Linked DNA regions of Rattus norvegicus: region 2 is linked to region 1. The links are chromatin contacts, called in public Hi-C maps. All regions are on one chromosome and are shown on one strand. Each heading gives the region's core, a stretch centred on a gene start, on an enhancer-like site or on the middle of the called end of the contact. The rest is flanking DNA. Distances are from core to core; before and after follow the strand shown.

Region 1 (5,427 bases), core at 671-3,170:
TCCTTGGAGTTGCACTTGGGGCAACAGGCCAAAACCCTCTCTGGACTTCGGAGGGCGCCTTTGGCACTGCTCCTCGGCAGGGTCAGGGGTCAACTGGCTCTGTCCCCTGCCTCTATCCAGAGGGCACAGTTGAACAACTCTCACAAGGGACATGCTACAGTGCTGGCTGAGGCAGAACACATCCTACGAGTGACGGCAAGGTTCCTGTTTCTTGTGGGGGTGAGGTTCAGGAAGTTGAGGGTGGCCAGAGGCACAAAGAACTATCCTTGATAAAGACGCACACAGTAGGCTGCTTTTCCCCCCAGGACTGGGACAAAGGTTGCCTCATCTGTGAGTGCTGGTATAGAGAAAAGACAAGTTCTGGAGGCTGCCAGAAGCAAGGGTCTGTAAGATATCCGAGCCTCCCCGGTGCAGGGCCTCACACCTCTCCCTAGCATTTTCATGACACCCTAGTTTTGCATTCAGTAGTTCTGTGTTCTGGGCCCAAGGGGCTCTACCTCTGAACTTCATAAAGCTAGCCCTAGGGCCTTTGCAGAACCACATGTCTGGGTATAGAGCCCATGCCCACTGGAGCCAAGAGCTATTAAGAAACACTGAACTCCCAAGGTCAACAGTCTTGCTCCTTGCCACAAAAATGTCTGTCTTCCTCATTCCAGCCACAGAGAATGTAAGGCCCTGCACCCCAGTCTCCAGAGCAGCCCCCCTCAACCCACACTAATCTGCAGTGTGGCCAGATACACCGACAGTGTTCTTGCCTTTGTGCGGATGAGGCTGGGAAGCCAGCTGGAGCCTGCGTTTCAGTGTCTCAGCCCTCAATGGCTTTGCCTCTTCATATGCTGTCTGGGGGTCTGCCCTGTGCTTGGCTTCTGCTCTGGGCAGTGAGATTTGCTCATGGCCATTCATTTTGTCACAGAACCTATCAGTTGCAGCTGCTTTCCGGTTGATGGGAGATGGGGTTGTTTCTGGGTCTGTGCGATGGTTGCTCTCATGAGAATGTGGGGGACAAGTTTGGGGTGGGCCCTGCTCCACTGGTGAGAGACTGAGCTGGGCTCCTTCACCTTACTGGATCAGTCTGCCTGGGTTGGGATTCCACTTGTACCGCTTCCCTGTGGGTCACAGATAGCTCTGCTAAGACCCAGTAGCAATAGTGTGGTAATGGGTGGCATCATACCGGGCTGGCTTAGCTCCTCTATTTGCTTCTCTCTTGGTCCCTCTACCTGTAAGAAGTCATTGTCTATTCTGGACAGGGACCCTGTGATCCTGGGTATCCCCAGTATCTTTCCATGAGATCACTTAGCCTTCCGTTTCAATGTATGATTTGCAGGCTTTGGGAGGTTTAGAAAATACAGTAAAATGGTCTGCCCCACCGAAGTGCTTCCTAAAAGGTGATTGACCCTGGGTACATTTGGTAAAACCTGGAGGCATATTTATCAGTTTCTGGGAGAGGGGTGCAGTAGAGCCTGGGGAGGAGGATGGGGTGCTGACAAGGGTCCTGTGAGCATGGGAGAGCCCCAGGCCCAAGAAAGCAGCCTCAAGGATACAATGACTACAACTCAAAGCAGATGATAAAAGCCCTTGCCTAGAAAAAGAGGCCACTTTGTAACCAATTCAGACCTCAAAGACCACACAATCCAGTCTACTCTCCTTCAGAGTCTGCATCATATCTCCTCAGAGGTTCCGGATGATCCCCAGGTTGCCCATCTGGACTTAGGGAAGAGAGGTGCCCATGGTAGGCAGAGGTGTTATGGCTTTGTTTGGTATAAGGCTTGGTGCCAGCCTAGTCTGAGGATACAGCAATCAGAGAAGAGAGGTGTCTGTGCTCTTCCCGAATTGGTGCCTCCCCAAGACAGATGAGGAATGCCAAATATGTGCCCGCTCCCTGCATGTCTGTGTGGTCTAGTTCCAAACCAGCATTTGCCCTGCTCTGTTCTTGCCCCAATGACCTGGAGAGAATTGGGGGTGGTTGGAGGACGTTCGTGAGAACATTCCATTAGAACATTCCAGAGTTGCCTCCGACGCAAGGAAAAACCATTGAAGGTCTAGGGGGATGCGGCCTCACCAGTTGAAGACAGAGCTGACCTCTAGAGGGTTGCAGGCTTCTGAGGCTGCCTGAGGACGAACGGGCAGGCTCAGGATTCTGGGCAGGACTGTGTTCAACAATGGTTCAAGCTTCACAAAAGCTTAGAGGGTGCTTAGGGTTAAAGAAAATCAGTCTCCCCAACTTTTCTTCGGAAAAAAGCTCGGAAACAGGAGCAAGCTGCTGTGTTCTTGTGTCCTGTAGCCCGGGGAGGGTTTAGCTCTCTCGGCTCTGCTCGTAGCCTTGAAACAGAGTAAATGGAGGCAAATGTCTGGTCTAGGGAAAGATGGGTAGACTCTATGCAGGTGCCACCCCCACATTCTAGTTGTCAGGGGCAGTTTTAAGAAGGGTTCTAGGGGGGGGCTGGGGATTTAGCTCAGTGGTAGAGCGCTTACCTAGGAAGCACAAGGCCCTGGGTTCGGTCCCCAGCTCCGAAAAAAAAAAAAGAACCAAAAAAAAAAAAAAAAAAAAGAAGGGTTCTAGGGGTGGGACTGACAGCACAGCCAGACAGAACTTGGTCTCCATTTGCAGAGTAAATCGAGGGCCTGCAGTTTGCTGGTGAACCCTGGCTTTTAGCTCTTGCCATCATTCATGTGAGGAGAGGCTCCTAGCTAGTTCAGAGCTGCCTTGTCTGGGACTTCCTGGGACCCCCGAACTGCGGGCCTATGGTAGGATGCTCTCAAAGTTCATTCACCCCCCAAAGCAGAACTTCTAGGATAGACAGTGACCAACACAGGGTTAAAAAGGTTTCTGTAAATATTTTATTTTCCATATTTTAGAATCAGAAAGAAGCATGTGGTAATAAAAATAATAGAGAATTATTTTCTTCAGATAGTCCCGCTCTGCTGCGAACCGCCAGCCCCTCCAGTCCAGCCCCTTCCAGCCAGCTCTCACCAGGCCTCGCGGCTCTCTCATGAGCAGCCGCTGACCCGGTATCAGTCCCACTATGTACAGATATATTACAAGGCAAAAAGAAAGATCTCAAGGAAAAAAAAAAAGCCACAAAGGCAGTAGCCCACCTGCTCCAGTGTTGCAGGGCCCATGCGAGAGGAGATGGTGCTGTGTGTCCCTGACCCTGCTTCACCGTGTCTTTTAGGTGTAGAGAACTCTTGCAGCTCGGTCTAGGCTGTGACGTGCTCCACAGGCGGGCAGGAGTGGGAGGTGATGTCACTGTGCTTGTAGGAGGCCGTATCCAGGTCCAGGGTCTTCCCGTTTACCTCCAGAGTCATGCATCCACGGTAGAACGCCGTGACGGGTGTGGAAGTCACTTGTACATCTGAGCAGCAAGAGAGCAAACACTGAGCCAAGGGAGTTCAGGCCGCATAGGGGTCAGCCCCACCTACACTCTCTGCAGGGCGTTTGCCCCCCCCCCCCCCCCGCTTCTATTACCGTCCCACGGGGATATAGCACAAGGCATCATCTCCCCTCAACCACACATGCAGATGGTCTACTGAGTATCTTTGTGTCTTGTGAGTTCCAATGCTCCTGATTCTTACTGGTTAAAACTAAATACCTACTGGTCAGGCAGAGTCTGCTCTTTGCTGAAAGTCAAGCCCTGTGCCTACCTGCCACCCCTGCTCCATCCAATCCCACCTCCAGGCCTGTGTAAGCAAGTGGGATGCTATTGGCTGCTTTTGCTAGCTTCTGGTAGTAAAAGTGAGAGATGGGCGGGTGGGTGGGCAGTCACTGTCAGCTACAGATGCCTGTCAGTATTTAGGTACCCCAGATACCCACTTCCTGTATCACCTGGTAACCCTCACCACTGTGTTTGGGCTCCTGGGCTCCCGGATAAGACTCTTCAATGGACGACTCAGAGCATGTCTGGCAGAACTGATTAAGACCCCCTCATTCCAACCCTAGTACAGAAGCCAGTACACAGGGCGACCTGCGGTTATAGTGCCTGTAACCAGAAGCCTGTCTCACAGTCATTGTCGCAGCCTCCGTGTGAAGCGCCTACCTGGCAGGCCCCCCACAAAGGTGAGCACGGAGCCTTGCAGACGTGTCTTAAGCAGGTCCAGTCGCTCCTGCAGCTGTGCGGTGCTCACTTCGCTCTGGCCCTTGGTACCATCCACTTCCAGGGTGGCCTCGCCATCCCGCAGGGAGACAGTGACAGTGTGTTCCTGGCTGTCGCACACCTTGATTTCCATCAGGGCCAGGGCAACATTCTCAACTGCCAGGACCACCAGCTGCCGGGGATACAGAAGCGAAGGAGTGATATAGGTAGGGGTCAGTCTATCCCGGTCAAGGCTGGCCCTGTAGGCTAGCTTTTGTGTCTTAATGAGCCTCTGGTCTTTGTAGTCCCTTCTTATGGTGTATGGTAACCCCGGCTCTGAGGATGCCTAGGGACTCTTGTGCCTTTTCCTCCCCCGCCGGGCTCTGTTTCTTTGCATGCAAAGCCGGGAGCAGCTAGCAGGTGATAGGAGGAGATGGCTCAGTGGTTAGAGGACTTGAGTGTTCACAACCATCTCTGACCCCCGTGCCCTTTCCTTGTCTCCATGGGCACACAAAACCTTTTAAAGTCCTTGGAAAACTGAGGGCTTGGGTCACTCTACCCAGTCCGAGCTGACTTCTCAAAAGAATGTAACAGGGTACATCTGTCAGCTGTAGCCCAGTACTGGGGAAGGTCATACACCCTGCCTGCCCTCTCTGGGGTGAACAGTCTTTGCTGGCAAGAGCCTTGGGCTGTTGATCTCACATACTGGGGTGGGTCGAGATGCTGGGCAGCATGAAGCCTGGGTCTTTGGTGGTATGTGTCTTGGAAATCAACCCTGTTGCTGATTAGTGTAAGTAGCACACAGGGCTGTATGGCCCAGGCAGGCAGAGAAAGAAACCCTCTTGTCTGATGCCCACCCCTCTTAGGAACATGGGAGAGAGGAAGAATGTTTTCCTTTCTTTCTCAAAAGCCTTAACTCCTATAAGCAAAGAGTCAGAGTCAGTGGCTTGATACGGTTGCCTGGCTTCGGGAGCCACTGCACAGAGAGTCTGCGATGAAGTGGGGCTCTCCCTGAGGGGGTGGCCGAATCCAGGGCCTTACCCAGCCTCATCACCTGAAACGCTCTCGGAGCTTATGGCTAGGTTCGTGGGTGCCTCAGAGAGAAAGTGGCAATCTCACCGTGCTAGTGACATTACTATGTACGGCTCACTGCTCCCTGTGAGACACCCCACACCTAGGGTCCAGCTCACTGCCCACTAGCCACCTTGGCCCGTACTGTGCAGTTGTGGCTGTGTGACCGCATGGCAACCTTGTCCCCAAAGCCAGAGGGGACCACCCAGCTGTGTGCACTTAGACCTGGGTCTGGGAAGGAGTCTCCAGGGCAGTCAATATCCTCAGGACCTTTCCTTGCTGCCTG
Region 2 (5,101 bases), core at 1,799-4,298, 59 kb before region 1:
CACCTCCAACAACAGCAACAAAAACTTCAGTCAGGGAAGTAGGTAAATATTTATTTATTTATTTTATGTATAAGTACACTATAGCTGTCTTCAGACACACCAGAAGAAGGTATCAGAGCTCATTACAGATGGTTGTGAGCCACCATGTGGTTGCTGGGATTTGAACTCAGGACCTCTGGAAGAGCAGTCAGTGCTCTTAACCGCTGAGCCATCTCTCCAGCCCCAGGGAAGTAGGTAAAAATGAAAAGACATGCTGTCATATAGAGAAGACATTTGAAAAGCACCATCTGACAAAGGGCCAGGCATGTGACCAACAGGTGAAGGATTCTTCAGGTTCAATAACGAAAACCAGGCAGTCACCCACTTACAATATGGTAGAAAGATACCAGATACCTCAACATGGAGGTGCTGCTGGCACGCTGGCCTATAGGAAAAGGCTCTGTGTGGTTCCCTCTTGGGGAAAGGAAATTAAAATCGTAAAGAACAAAGAATTTCATGTTCAGGAAAACTGATGGAACCAGAGATCACCGTGTTAAATGAAATAAGCAGAATCAGAAAGACAAGTGCCACCGGCTTTCTAACATATACAGAAAGTAGATAAAAAGTGGGGGTAAAAAACATTCCCAGGGGTGAGGAAGTAGAAGAGGGAACTCTGGGAGGAATCTGTAGGAAGAGGAGGGAGGCCAGAGAGTACTAGGGAGGAAATGTGCTCAGAGAACATTACACATGTATGAGAGTGTCACTGTGGAGTTCGTCGTCTTGTACAATTAATATGTGTTAATGAAAAACATGGCCAGGGCAGAACAGCCAAATGGGCTTCCGGCGCTCGCGAGGATGTGGGTGTCTGGTTCCAAGGGCTGCTGAGAATGGAGGACAAACTAGAAATCAGTGTGTCAGTTTCTTAGAGCAAACACAGAGCTGCCCGGAATCACATTCTTGGACATTTATCCTGGAGAAGTAGAAATTTACACACACACACACACACACAATTTAAACCTGGGTGACTGGTCATCAGCCTCAAGAAGGAAAGAACTGTGGGCACCTGCCTTCTCCGAGAATTCTCCGAGAGGCAAAAACTCTCCCAAAAGTAGTCCCCGAAAGAACCCATGCTCATAGAGTAGTACCCTTTCAGTGGTACAGTTCAACCACAGAGAGCAGGCCCAAGGGTCCCTGGCCACTGAGGGCGTGGGAAAGTCTTTGCCTACAGAGGGCAGCTTAAGGGTTCTGTGCCATGAGTCCACTGCTGAGAGGCAGTGCTGAAATTTGGGGAGCTATTACAGTTGAGGGATCCTTCTCCCTACTTTCCCCCCTTCCTTTCTCCTCCTCTGCCACCCCTACAACTGTATGCACTCAAGAGATTAACTTGAGCACACTCAGAGAGTACACCCTCCCCCATCTGAATAGTCTGGCCCGGGAACCAAACTCATCCTACTTTGGTGGCAAATTTTCCTTAGCCCCTTGCACAAGGGACTTCCTTGTATGAAGGCAGCCTGGAATTCTTCAGCCCTAACCCTCTCATGGTCCTGACTCACAGTTTCCATGTAAGTCACCTGGGAACCTGTCAGAGATGGAGGCCCGAGCTCCACCAGGCCCTCAGAGGCAGGTGGAATATGGATTTCAGTGCTCTGGTGGCTCTCCTGGCAAGGTACCCAATGGCAAAGAACCATGTCTCCTTTGGTCCTGATTGGTGTGAGAGTCGGCTCCAGTCTGTTCAAGGTCACCAGCTACTTAAGTGGCAGGGTTGGGACTAGCACAGGTCACCTGAGGAGAACGAGGTAGTGTTTACCTCAAATATTTACTCATCAATCTTCCTGTCACAAGCCCTTGCTAGGAGGTGGGCGTGTGGCAGGAGTGGAGGTTGTCATTCACCAGCAGGTTCTCTTTTTAATTCCTCAGTCACAACAGGAGACCCTGTCCCCACCTGAAGCACCCCCAGCCCTTCAGGGAAGGAGGTTGGGCTGAACACTCCTTTAACCTCCTGACTCAGGTTTTCCAGGTTTCCTTTTATTCTCAGCTGTCCCTTTCTCCTCCCTGTAAGCACTCGCTCCTGTGGCAGCTCCCCAGACTGTCAGGAGTACCTATAGATGTGACAGACATGGTCCCCAGGAGGTGGTGACATGCCTGTAGATTCTGACATTCCCAGGTGTGTCCTGGATGTGACCAGTGTCTATGCTGGGTTCCGAGTATGCCCCAGTGAGCCCCTGCTGTTCCAAGTTTGTCTCCAGTATTATGCCCCCAATCCCTGAATCCTAGATGCATTCTGGGCTCATGTCTCACGTGTCTTCTGGCCTGACAGGGGGCTGGACGTGACGGCATGCGGGTCTCCTGTTGGATCATCCATGCTTTCTAACTGCCTTTGGCGGTTCTGCAAGAAGGACACTTGTTTTCCCCAACAAGTGCCTGTGGTCTCACCTACAGGCAGGGAAACTGGGCACTGCAGGCTTCCCTCTGGATTCCTGTTATCTGGAGGTTTCTTGCATGCTACTTTCTTAAGGATAAAACTTAAACGGGGTGGGGGTGGAGGCTGGAGAGTTCGGCTCAGCGGTTAAGAGCACTGACTGCTCTTCCAGAGGTCCTGAGTTCAAATCCCAGCAACCACATGGTGGCTCACAACCATCTGTAATGGGATCCGATGCCCCCTTCTGATGTGTCTGAGGACAGTGACCGTGTACTCCTAGACAAAATAAATCTTAAAATAATAGTGTAGAAAACAACCCGGAGCCACATACAAATGGAGGTTTCTCCTGGGACTGACTGACTACCCTCTGCCTCAGACTCACGTCCCAGAAAGACACAGACAAGTCCTGTCCACCTGCCAAGGCCAGAGAAGGATAGAACTGTTCCCCACTGGCTTCCAGGAGCCTTCGGCATGCCCTTCCCTTGGGAACACGGAGGCAGCACCCAGGGGGAGTCAATTGAGCTGAACTCTAATCCGATTTGGAGCGGCTTAGGGGATTGTCTTTTTCTGGCACCTGCTGGTCACCCCTAAGGTGTCCTCAGTGACCCCAGCATTGGGATTTAGCTAGATACTTGTCAGCTCTGGTCTCCCTGGCCATTCGGTGGGATCCCAAGCACCCTGGCCACGGCCGTGTGCCTCCCTTTGTCCCACAAGGGCAGGAACAGGCCATAGGCCAAGGGCACCAGGTCAAGCCTGCTTTGGCTGCTGGTGCCTTGAGCTTGACTTCAGCTTATGGGTCTTAACACTTGAAGTGGACACAGGGCATCAGCAGGATGGATTTCGGGTCCTTGGAGACCGTGGTGGCCAACTCTGCCTTCATTGCGGCCCGAGGCAGCTTTGACGGAAGCAGCACCCCCTCTTCCCGAGACAAGAAGTATCTGGCCAAGCTCCGGTTGCCCCCACTGTCCAAGTGTGAGGGTCTCCGTGACAGCATCAGCCTAGAGTTTGACAACCTGTGCTCGGAGCAGCCCATTGGCAAGAGGCTCTTCCAGCAGTTCCTGAAGACAGACGAGAGGCATGTGCCGGCTCTGGAGCTCTGGAAGGACATCGAGGACTATGACACTGCCGATGACGACCTACGGCCACAGAAGGCTCAGGCCATCCTGGCTGAGTACCTGGACCCACAGGGCACACTCTTCTGCAACTTCCTGGACCAGGGCATGGTGGCAAGAGTGAAGGAAGGGCCAACTGGGAGCCAGGATGGGCTCTTCCAGCCTCTGCTGCAGGCCACACTGGAGCACTTGAGTCAGGGCCCCTTCCAGGAGTACCTGGGAAGCCTATATTTCCTGCGGTTTCTTCAGTGGAAGTGGTTGGAAGCCCAGCCCATAGGTGAAGACTGGTTCTTGGACTTCAGGGTCCTGGGGAAGGGGGGCTTTGGGGAAGTGTCCGCCTGCCAAATGAAGGCGACCGGCAAGATGTACGCTTGCAAGAAGCTGAACAAGAAGCGGCTGAAGAAGAGGAAGGGGTACCAGGTAGGGATCCCAGCGAGCAGTAGGATGCGCTTAGGCTAGAGGGCCGGTAGAATGTAGACCACCCGCCAAGACTCCTGTGGAGCTCTACTCGGGCCCTAGCTACTGTGCACGCTGCCTTTTGGACTCCCCTGGCTCAGCCAGCCAACGGCAGGATGGTAGTCCCTCTGTACCGCGCTCAGGAGCAGTTCAGAGGGGGAGCTGCAACAGAGCGTGTATCCGACTACCTAGAAACCTTTCTGTGTAGCTGCTGTTGTGACCATATGCAGGAGGGAGTGAGGCAGCCCTCTCTCGGCAGGTACTGCTCACAGATAGGCAGAACCCATCTGGGATGCTGTGGTGTGGGACCACTTTTCCCCGAACACAGGTTTCCAGGGGACAAGAATGAGTGGAGGACATGGGCAGGCAGCCATTTCCTCCTTGGTTGGCGTCAGTGTCTAGTTAAGGCAGGATCAGCAAAAGCAGCTTATTGTCCAGGGAGCACAGCCCTCTGCAGCCCTGCTGTACAGTACGGATAATGCTGTGGAACTCCTAGGAATGGACACATGGACATAGCTGTACGGGAGAGAGGGAAGCGGGGAGAGACTGGGAAGAGTAGAGGGAGGAAAAACTATGTTTAGGATATACATAGAATGCAAGGTGAAAAAAGGTCATGGTATGTGGAAGATGTAGTTCCTCTCTCTCTCTCTCTCTCTCTCTCTGTCTCTTTGTCTCTCTGTCTCTGTCTGTCTCTGTTTCTCTGTCTCTGTCTCTGTCTCTCTGTCTCCCTTCCTTCCTTCCTTCCTTCCTTCCTTCCTTCCTTCCTTCCTTCCTTCCTTCCTTCCTTCCTTCTTTTTTTGCCCCATTTTTAGAGACAGGATCTCTCTGTGTGGCCCTGGCTTTCCTCTAAGTCAGTCTATAGACCAGACTGGCCTCAAACTCATAGAGCTCCACCGGGCTCTGCCTCCCGAGGGCTAGGATTAATGGCCGTGCACCACCACTGCACAGCTGAAGGTGTGACTTCTGAAGGGCCTCGGCGATTGATTTCTGTCTCGAGTTTGAAACTATTCATAAATTGGAAAACGCTTTAACTGTTCCACTTTTATTTAAAGTATCTCAGTTAGGGGCTGGAGAGAGGGCTCAGCGGTTAAGAGCACTGACTGCTCTTCCAGAGGTCCTGAGTTCAATTCCCAGC

Evidence for each region. A called contact is a pair of places that touch in the nucleus more often than the background predicts.
Region 2: a Hi-C map of the A7r5 cell line shows a contact between it and region 1, with 2.9 times the contacts expected there. The contact joins the promoter of Grk1 here to the enhancer-like site in region 1. A contact is called at or near these places in 10 of 12 Hi-C or Micro-C datasets (the A7r5 cell line, the Rat2 cell line, frontal cortex and 6 more).

Annotation. Positions count from the first base shown.
Region 1 is chr16:82,775,479-82,780,905 of GRCr8, reverse strand. It overlaps Gas6 (growth arrest specific 6), which reads right to left. Exons shown (of 15, transcript NM_057100.2): 14 at 4,035-4,263; 15 at 2,816-3,353. The coding sequence ends at 3,199. It also overlaps a transcript of Tmem255b not described here. Among named protein-coding and RNA genes, the nearest start is that of Gas6, 31 kb to the right of the region's middle. Within about 2 kb of position 1,920, at least 5 of the 93 cell types and tissues checked have an H3K27ac peak or open chromatin away from gene starts, as enhancers often do. A contact at or near this core is called in the A7r5 cell line, where this site is marked.
Region 2 is chr16:82,835,918-82,841,018 of GRCr8, reverse strand. It overlaps Grk1 (G protein-coupled receptor kinase 1), which reads left to right and starts at 3,048. Exons shown (of 7, transcript NM_031096.1): 1 at 3,048-3,930. The coding sequence starts at 3,232.